Regions from separate parts of the Cyprinus carpio genome. Here region 2 is linked to region 1. A link is a contact called in public Hi-C data. All regions are on one chromosome and are shown on one strand. Each heading gives the region's core, a stretch centred on a gene start, on an enhancer-like site or on the middle of the called end of the contact. The rest is flanking DNA. Distances are from core to core; before and after follow the strand shown. Region 1 overlaps LOC109058035 (RNA N6-adenosine-methyltransferase mettl16). Region 2 holds the start of LOC109067094 (lissencephaly-1 homolog A).

Evidence for each region. A called contact is a pair of places that touch in the nucleus more often than the background predicts.
Region 2: a Hi-C map of skeletal muscle shows a contact between it and region 1, with 5 times the contacts expected there. The contact joins the promoter of LOC109067094 here to the enhancer-like site in region 1. A contact is called at or near these places in 4 of 8 Hi-C or Micro-C datasets (liver, red blood cells and skeletal muscle).

The regions. Positions count from the first base shown.
Region 1 is chrB15:17,705,049-17,709,173 of ASM1834038v1, forward strand. It overlaps LOC109058035 (RNA N6-adenosine-methyltransferase mettl16), which reads right to left. Exons shown (of 10, transcript XM_042739564.1): 7 at 1,944-2,013; 8 at 25-114. Among protein-coding and RNA genes, the nearest start is that of LOC109058034, 11 kb to the left of the region's middle. Within about 2 kb of position 1,588, at least 2 of the 8 cell types and tissues checked have an H3K27ac peak or open chromatin away from gene starts, as enhancers often do.
Region 2 is chrB15:17,767,652-17,771,875 of ASM1834038v1, forward strand. LOC109067094 (lissencephaly-1 homolog A) reads right to left here and starts at 2,154. Exons shown (of 11, transcript XM_042739570.1): 1 at 1,980-2,154. It overlaps LOC109067086 (clustered mitochondria protein homolog), which reads right to left. Exons shown (of 26, transcript XM_042739573.1): 26 at 2,764-4,224.

The DNA.
Region 1 (4,125 bases), core at 338-2,837:
ATGCAGGAAGTGCTCAGAGCTTACAGGCACAGGCACGTCATCATAGAAACTCCAAGCCAGGGCCCAGCGCATGGTCCGACCTTGACAGAACTCGGTGTGTGTTACTTTGAGCACCTGTGAAAGGACAAAAGATGATGAGGATCTCATTAGGGGTGATTAAAACACAAAATAGCCTCTGAATCTTACAAAAACTATCTAGAGTGGTCTGGGTTATATTAAAGATATCAGAAAATCATATTTTGCATAAAGAAAGGATCATTTTCATGCACAGTGACATATTCATGACAATGAAGCACATTTCTCTCCCAAATTTGCATTACTTTTAAGCGAAATAAATGGTAATATTTTCTGTCCAGACACAATGATTACATTTTTTTTTTAAATCTTTATTAGCAATTAATTTTTATAAGCAAAAATTATTTACAACAGGTATAATTCAGTATAACATATACTACCATGATATGTCTACCACTGCCATTTACAATTAGTGTTACACAGTATATCGGTATCATATTTATCTGTTGATGTTTCAGATTATTTTAATTTATCAGTATAATGGATATTAGATGTTTAATTGTTCATAATCATTTCACATATTTAGATTACCTTTGCCATCATTTAATGCTCATAAAAACAAAACAAACAAAAAAAACCATTAATTTCATTGTAATTAAAATTTATTAATTGTAAATTAATATACATTTTAATACTGTATGATGTTGTGATGCCTAAATTTATTGGTGATATTTAAAATTTAAAAATAAAAAAATAACTTTACATAAAATAGTATACTTTTAATATTGACCATTTATTAGACATTATATTTAATTTTAATCAGTGTATATATATATATATATATATATATATATATATATATATATATATATATATATATATATATATATATATATATATATATATATATATATATATATAAAATTTATTTAGCATTGTAATTATTATGATACTTTTTACAGTACAGTGGAGAGAGGTTAAATGTGCTTGCAAATTGTCACAATGCTAAAAATGGTAGGACTGATGGGAAAAGGTCTTATATAAAATAACTTATATAAAGCAATATAAACACTTTTTTATATATATATACTATATATATATATATATATATATATATATATATATATATATATATATATATATATATATATTATATATATATACCACACACACACACACACACACACACACACACACACACACACACACACAGTGTATGACAGACACCAGACCACTAGAAGGCTTAAACAGAGAATTACAGACCTGCTATTCACACAGTGGGGAGTGTATTTTAACACAGATATGTGGGTGTTAGGGGTGAACTATAGGGTGAAATCAAACCCCACTGCTCTTCAGTAAAAAAAAACACCACTCGGGTTTGACCTTTGCAGGCAGAGGGCATTCAAACAACAGATAAAAGCAGAGAAAAAGGAGAGAGGTAAGTGAGAGGGCGAACAAGAACGAGAGAAAGAACCTCATTAGCATATTAATTAGAGCCACAGTGGCTAGAGGAGGAACTGCTGGACGCTGGCCAGGAGAACAATGACACTAATGATGGGTGACAGGACTCTGACACCTTCAGATGAATCAAACCACACATCAGGCCTGCGCCGAGCAGACTGACTGACACCAGACTAATAACCTGTGAGCAGGGAGAATGCCTTTCATTCACAGATATCACAGCGTTCTGACTGTACAGACACAGGCGGAGTAATCGAGAGGGGCTTGGAGGGCTGATGCGGGGGCTAATGATGCCTAATGAAATCTGCTCCATTAGCGCTCCCTGTCGTGGTACGTTTTCAGGCCACGCTAGTGAAACTCATTAAGATCAATTAACCTGAAGTCTTGAGGAAACGCCCACTCATTTATCTATAAAGATCTGAGAGGAAAAAAACACACATGCACGCAGTTGTCCAAGCAAAACTCACCCCTTGTTTCCGCAGCTCATCTTTCAAAGGTGCCAGGCTACACTTCTTTCCCAGCATGCAACTGTACCACCTGTAAACAGAAAAAAAAGGGCTTGTGAAACCACCAGCCTGGACACCTGATTCATGGGAGCACATCAAATAAACTGCAGGATGCAGAGTCGTGGGTTGAATATGGGCTCGCTCTGTGGGAAAGGTCAGTTGGGCTACTCTTTATATTTTTAAGATATGAGGCGCGATGTTTAATTAAAAACCCCACCTTGACAGGGAGCTTTGAAGCTGTGCATGAGACAAAAATCAATGAATATCCACCATTATAAAAAAAGATGAGGCTTCATCAGCCAGTGCCCACAGAGAGTGGGAGGATAACACGGTTTATGCATAATTGATTGGTGCTCAACTCTTAATTTTTCTAGTTCTTTTGGTTTCTAAATTGACAGAATCTTGCTTTAATCACTGAGGAATAGCTTAAAGGTCAGCATGAAGCATGTTCACAACCCATTTTATCTCTATAATGTGACATTTATGAGTCAAACAGGATATTCAGTGAATAAATGTAGGGCAAGACTTGATTTTATCCACCTGCTGGATTGTGGGATATGTGGGTTCGTTATGGAGGACAGACAGCACCCATTTTAATTAGGATTTGTGAGCAAAACATGGGGTTTAAAGGTCATGTTCACTTTCAAGAGCTTCCTTCTTGAAATCCATCATTTGCTATTAATGCCATAACTTTTTATTTAAAACCATTAACTGACACTATATATATTATTTTTGCTTGCTTTTCATTTATTTTGTTATATCGCGGTAATGAATATGCACGATATTGTTATCCTATTGTTATACTTTTTTAAAACTTAATTTCAATACCGTGATAATACCGCATACCGTGGTAAAACATGATCAATTAATCGCAACATGAAAATTTGATACCGGCATATCCCTAATATACATATTACATTACAGAACATATAATTATTTTATATTTACTAGTATGCATGTATGTATCATTAACCTTTGTATTACTGGTGATTTGAGCTATTAAAACATTAAAAATATTAATGACTGTATTATCTAACAGAAGCCTACAATAATGCCTAAAAAGCTATTTAAATATTAATTCAATAAAGTAAATATTAATTTTATATTTCATTTAATTTTGTGTATAAATCATACAGCAAATATTTGTAAACATTATTTTGCTTTTTGATATTTAATTATAAACAGCATTAATTTTTTTGTTTTATAATTATTATGCATGTTTTTTATGACTTATTACATTTGAGACTAATTTGAATATTTGCAACAACAAAAAATTGTCACACTTCAGAGGGATTTAAAATGATGAAGTGAAAGCAAAGTGGTGATTTAAAAACGTAAAAATTTTTGGGCAACATAATAAATTATATGCCGATTAAATCATATGCAAGAGTAAGAGCAAGTCACGACTACAGACATTTTATCTTTCGAAAATAACCAAATCAGTCATGCACAATTAGACATAGACCAACTCCACGCTGACTTTAACAAATAACATACAGTCATGTATAGACTCTGCTGTAGACTGATATTTGTTGGGTGTTGGTTTGGGGTTATCAAAGGGCAATCTACCACAAGAATAAGATAGTGTAGATGAACACACATTACACTGCATATGGAGCCTAAGGGGCCTGACAATCGTTTCATTTTGCAGAATGAAATATTAAAGAGCCTTAATATCCACACATGCACTCCGAAGTGGAGTGGAGGGAGGCTGTGTACTCCAGCATCTATCAGGCCTTGGAAAGGGGGTGTTTATGCATTTTCTTTAGTTATCAGACCCCGAGGAGGAAGTAGTAACAATTACGATTTCAATAGCACAGATTGCCTGGGAGGAGGAAAAATCAGAGTTGTATTTAGTACGTAAGTGAGACTGGAGGAAGACTGGCAGTAATTATAGATCTGAGGGGTTCGAGAGGAAGTAGCATCTCAGAGGGCCAATCAGAATGCCTGGCTGGCTCTACAGGCACCTGCACACACACACACACACACTGCTTTTACGACAGTCTGCTCGCATAGTCTGAACCCATGAGAGAGGGAGCTGGTAACGCAGCGAGATGGAAGAGTGCCCAGCTTCCCCTGCGGACACCAGTCAAATCTCAACACAAGCAACAGACACAAAAACACTGAAAGGTTTAAAACTACA
Region 2 (4,224 bases), core at 904-3,403, 63 kb after region 1:
AGCAGCAGAACACTGTTATAAAGCATGACATGTCATGCCAGACGCTGAAATGAACGTTTCTGAATGAAACTATTAATACAGGCACTGCTATTCAGAAGACTGAGGGCTGTAAGATTTTACTAATAAAAGAGATTAATACTTTTATTCAGCAAGGATGCATTCAATAAATCAAATGTGACAGTTAAGTCATTTATAATTATACAAAAGTTTTTATTTTATTTTAAATAAATGCTGTTCTTTTGAACTTTCAAAAAAAAAAAATATATATATATATATATATATATATATATATATATCTCAGTTTCCACCAAAATATTAAGCAGCACAAGTTTTCAACACTGATAATAATAAATGTTTCTTGAGCACTAAAAAAACATTAAAAGGATTTCTGGAGGATCATGTGACAATGAGTCTGGAGTAATGACTGATGAAAATTTTTAATATATTTGAATGCAAAACAGGTATTTTAAACGGCAACATCATTACTATTTTAAAAGCATCTTTATCAAATAAATGCAACCTTTATGAGAATAAAGGCATCTTTACAGCAGAGTTAAGACTGCTCTATGCCTGCTTAAAATTTAAAGATGCAATGCTGCATTAAAGCCAGACTAAATTATGCCAGCTCAGATCCACCCAGTGTCAAAGCATACAGTTGTACTCGGTGTGTAAATGCATTTAAGACACCTTCAAGCAGCATTAAACTAAAGAGACACCGAAATGCCACTTCAGAAGCACTTCTGTGCCACCTTTGCAAAGTAATTTGGCTTAAAAGACATTAACGTCTTTCAACTACATTAAACAGTCTTAAAGGTACATTGATAATTCTGTTCAGTGAACTTAATCGAAGCTATAACATGCCTGCAATCATCAGCAGCCATCCACAATACCTGTCAAACAACTAGAGGGAGTGTACAGCAAACTTGGCACGATGTCTTAAACCATTAGAGAATATCCAAAGCAAACAAGGTACCACATTTATTCAAAGCATTCACGCCTTGATAAGCGACATGCACACACTTGCTTTTTCAGCATGCTCACATTTGCCGTACGCAGAGAGTAAAATAGTGCATTAATTGCTGGAACATCGTTGGGCTGATATTTACTGCAGGAGCGATAATCACATCACATCATGACAGATCATCACAGTAGTGTCCTGATCAGCAGAGCAGTACAGGTCTGCACGTAAAGATTCAGCTGACCTACATTTGTGACTGGTCCAAATCTTCCCTTCAACCCTAATGAAATCATGTTATATATGTAAACGAGCTTAATAACTGGCAAACACCTCGGTTATGTGTCATAACCTTGAAGTAAACGAACATATAACGTCACACTGTAGCATCTCATTATGTTTTGAGAAACAGCCAAGGATCATGTTGAAGTTAGTTTGAATACTAAACACGTCAGGTTAATAATTATCGATCATAACTTACTCCAAATATGCTGTTTAGGTTGGAAGCTCACTAGGTTTTGCAACACAGCCCTCATCACCCTTATTCTCAACCGGTATGCAGCAAAAATGATCATTTGAATGGTCTATTTTTTATGTGTTCAACCAAACAGAACTGCACACGGCAAGGTCAACATTGAATTTAACGTATAGAGATGATAAAAAACGAGTTTGCGTTGACACGGGCGTTAGCCAACTGTTGCTAGCTAACATGACATTGATGAAACGACGTGTTGAATCGCCGACAACACACACCTCTGACGAGCCGCTCAAATTGCAGACGTGAACGGGATAGTTTCTTATATTTATAGCGATAACGTTCGCACAACACACACCCGTGGAGCTGCCGATATACTCACGACTAAAGGAGAAAAAAACAGAAGCTGAAGTATTTCTCCAACGGCCGCGTCCGCCATTTTGAGACACCGAGAAAAGGAGGCGCAAACATTACAGCTACAACAGCACTTCGACCGGCGGTTTCTATCAAACACAACCGCGAAGAGAGACACAGATGAGCTGTTCTTACCCTAAAGAGTCAGCACTGAAGGTTATTCCTCAGAAGACGCTGGTAAGGAACGAAATAAGTGTTGTTTTCGTGTTGAAAAGGGGGGCTGGAGTCTTGGGGTCTGCTCCTTGCAGCGCCGCATTCGCCTCTACGGCACGGGACCGCGCATGGGCTGACTTCAGCAGGCGGAGGCGCGCACGCCCTTCAATCTCACACCCTCCTTTCAAATACTGTGGGCGTTTCTTCAATAAATATGCACCCCATCCCCTAGTTTTGCGGATAAATTCAAAAACGGACCATGAAAAATTATTTCTCACATGAGCCACATCAAAGACTTTAATCTGGGTACAATCAGAGCGCGTGACCTCTGTTTATGAGTCAAAACAGCACCTGTATCATGCTCAAACCAGTTTACATTAATAAGGGTTTGAATGTAATTTTTCAGTCACCTGATGCAAAATATGTGACCATGCGCCACAAAACCATAAATTATAAGTAGCACGAATATATATTTGTAGCAATAGCCAAAAATACATTACAAATTATTTATTTTATACCAAAAATCATTAGGATATTAAGTAAAGATCATGTTCCAAGAAGATATTTCCTACTGTAAATACATCAAAACTCAATTTTTTATTAGTAATATGTATTGCTAAGAACCTCATTTGGACAACTTTATTAATATACAAATTTATAAAGTTTATACATGTAACTATTGTACACAGTGAGTACATTTATGTATACTCTGAAATGTTTTGTGTTTAGACAGTATACACAACGTTTAAATGAATGTAACCAGATGTTGTTTTCTAGTTTCTTTATTCATTTTAATACAAAAGGATATTCGGACCAAAAATAATTAGATTGTTATTTAGAAGAATTGACATTAAGGTACCACTCATTAAAGAAACCAAAACAAACACACAAAGGGCATGACAAATATTTCATGTTGAAAACAGAATACAGAAGACTAAAAAAAAAGAGAAGTGATCTGTTTGTTCAACACCAGATGACATTGAGACCGAACACTGTATGTTAGCTCTATGTAGATTTCCTCAGATAATTTATTCATTTTAATATTCTAGTTTATAATGGGTTTGTGCAGATTATTTAAGAGAAAATGTAACAAAATGCTCTGCAGACTGAGAGTAGAGGGTTTCTTAATCGTGATAGTTCTTTTAAATTACTGGTGTACAGCAAATCATTTGATAAAGAGATTTTTTATGTGTCCAATCGTTTTCTTCTGACAATTCAAAAATAAGTTTTCTTTGTTTTATATGCATACTTTCACACAGAAACATAAAGATTTATGATTAAACTGTAATTTGAAGAATATTACGAATATTATACCCAGGAAGACATTCAAGACACTTCAAATTAAAGATTGTAATTCAACAAGAAAAATGAACAAAAAGAACTGCGGTTTTGTTTCGGCGCCTTTGTTGTCAATAAACCCCAAACCTTTCTAAAAAGTACTACACATCTAGATTACATCAAATTGGTTTGTCATGCAAGCAGTTATTGAATTCTTGTATTGACATGTTGCTTTGCTACATAATATGAACACATCACAGATTTGGTGACCATTATTAATTATGAAATTGATCTTTGCGGTTAAATTTAAAACACTGGTTTGTTCACTATGAGATGTGCAACTATGGAAGCTTGAATATATTCAACTGAGATCATATTTAACATTCTTAACTGCAGATTGGTTACTTGTTATTTTTTAAGCTCAGGAGAAACCTGAGGTTAAGTGCCTGGCTCAAGGACAAACTAGAGACAGGATTTTCTCATTAACCCTTCACTTCAATGAACTTGTGATGCATCTGTTATCAACTTAACCACTAAGCTACCACCATCACCATCACCATCAGCATTTTAGGCATATTCCTAATAAGTTACTATGGCATCTTGTTGGTAAATACTTAATTTTGAAATAATTAAGATCCTATTGAACTCCAGTTTCAATGTTTTGATTCAAATCTAGTTCATATATTCTAATAAAATACCTCTAAAATTGAGTTTATGTTCATCATCAATGAATGTTAATAATATATTGACTACAGCACACCCATGTGGCACCTAAAGGTACTGAAGTAGATATTCAAGGATTTCAATCCAACATCCAAGCTTTCTGATTGCAAGATTATTAAGCAGATATAAAAGAAATACAGTTGCCCAACCTTTTGACTTATAGAAGCTTAAATAGGCACAAATCTCACACATAATTACATATTCTTGTTCATAAATATCAGTTACA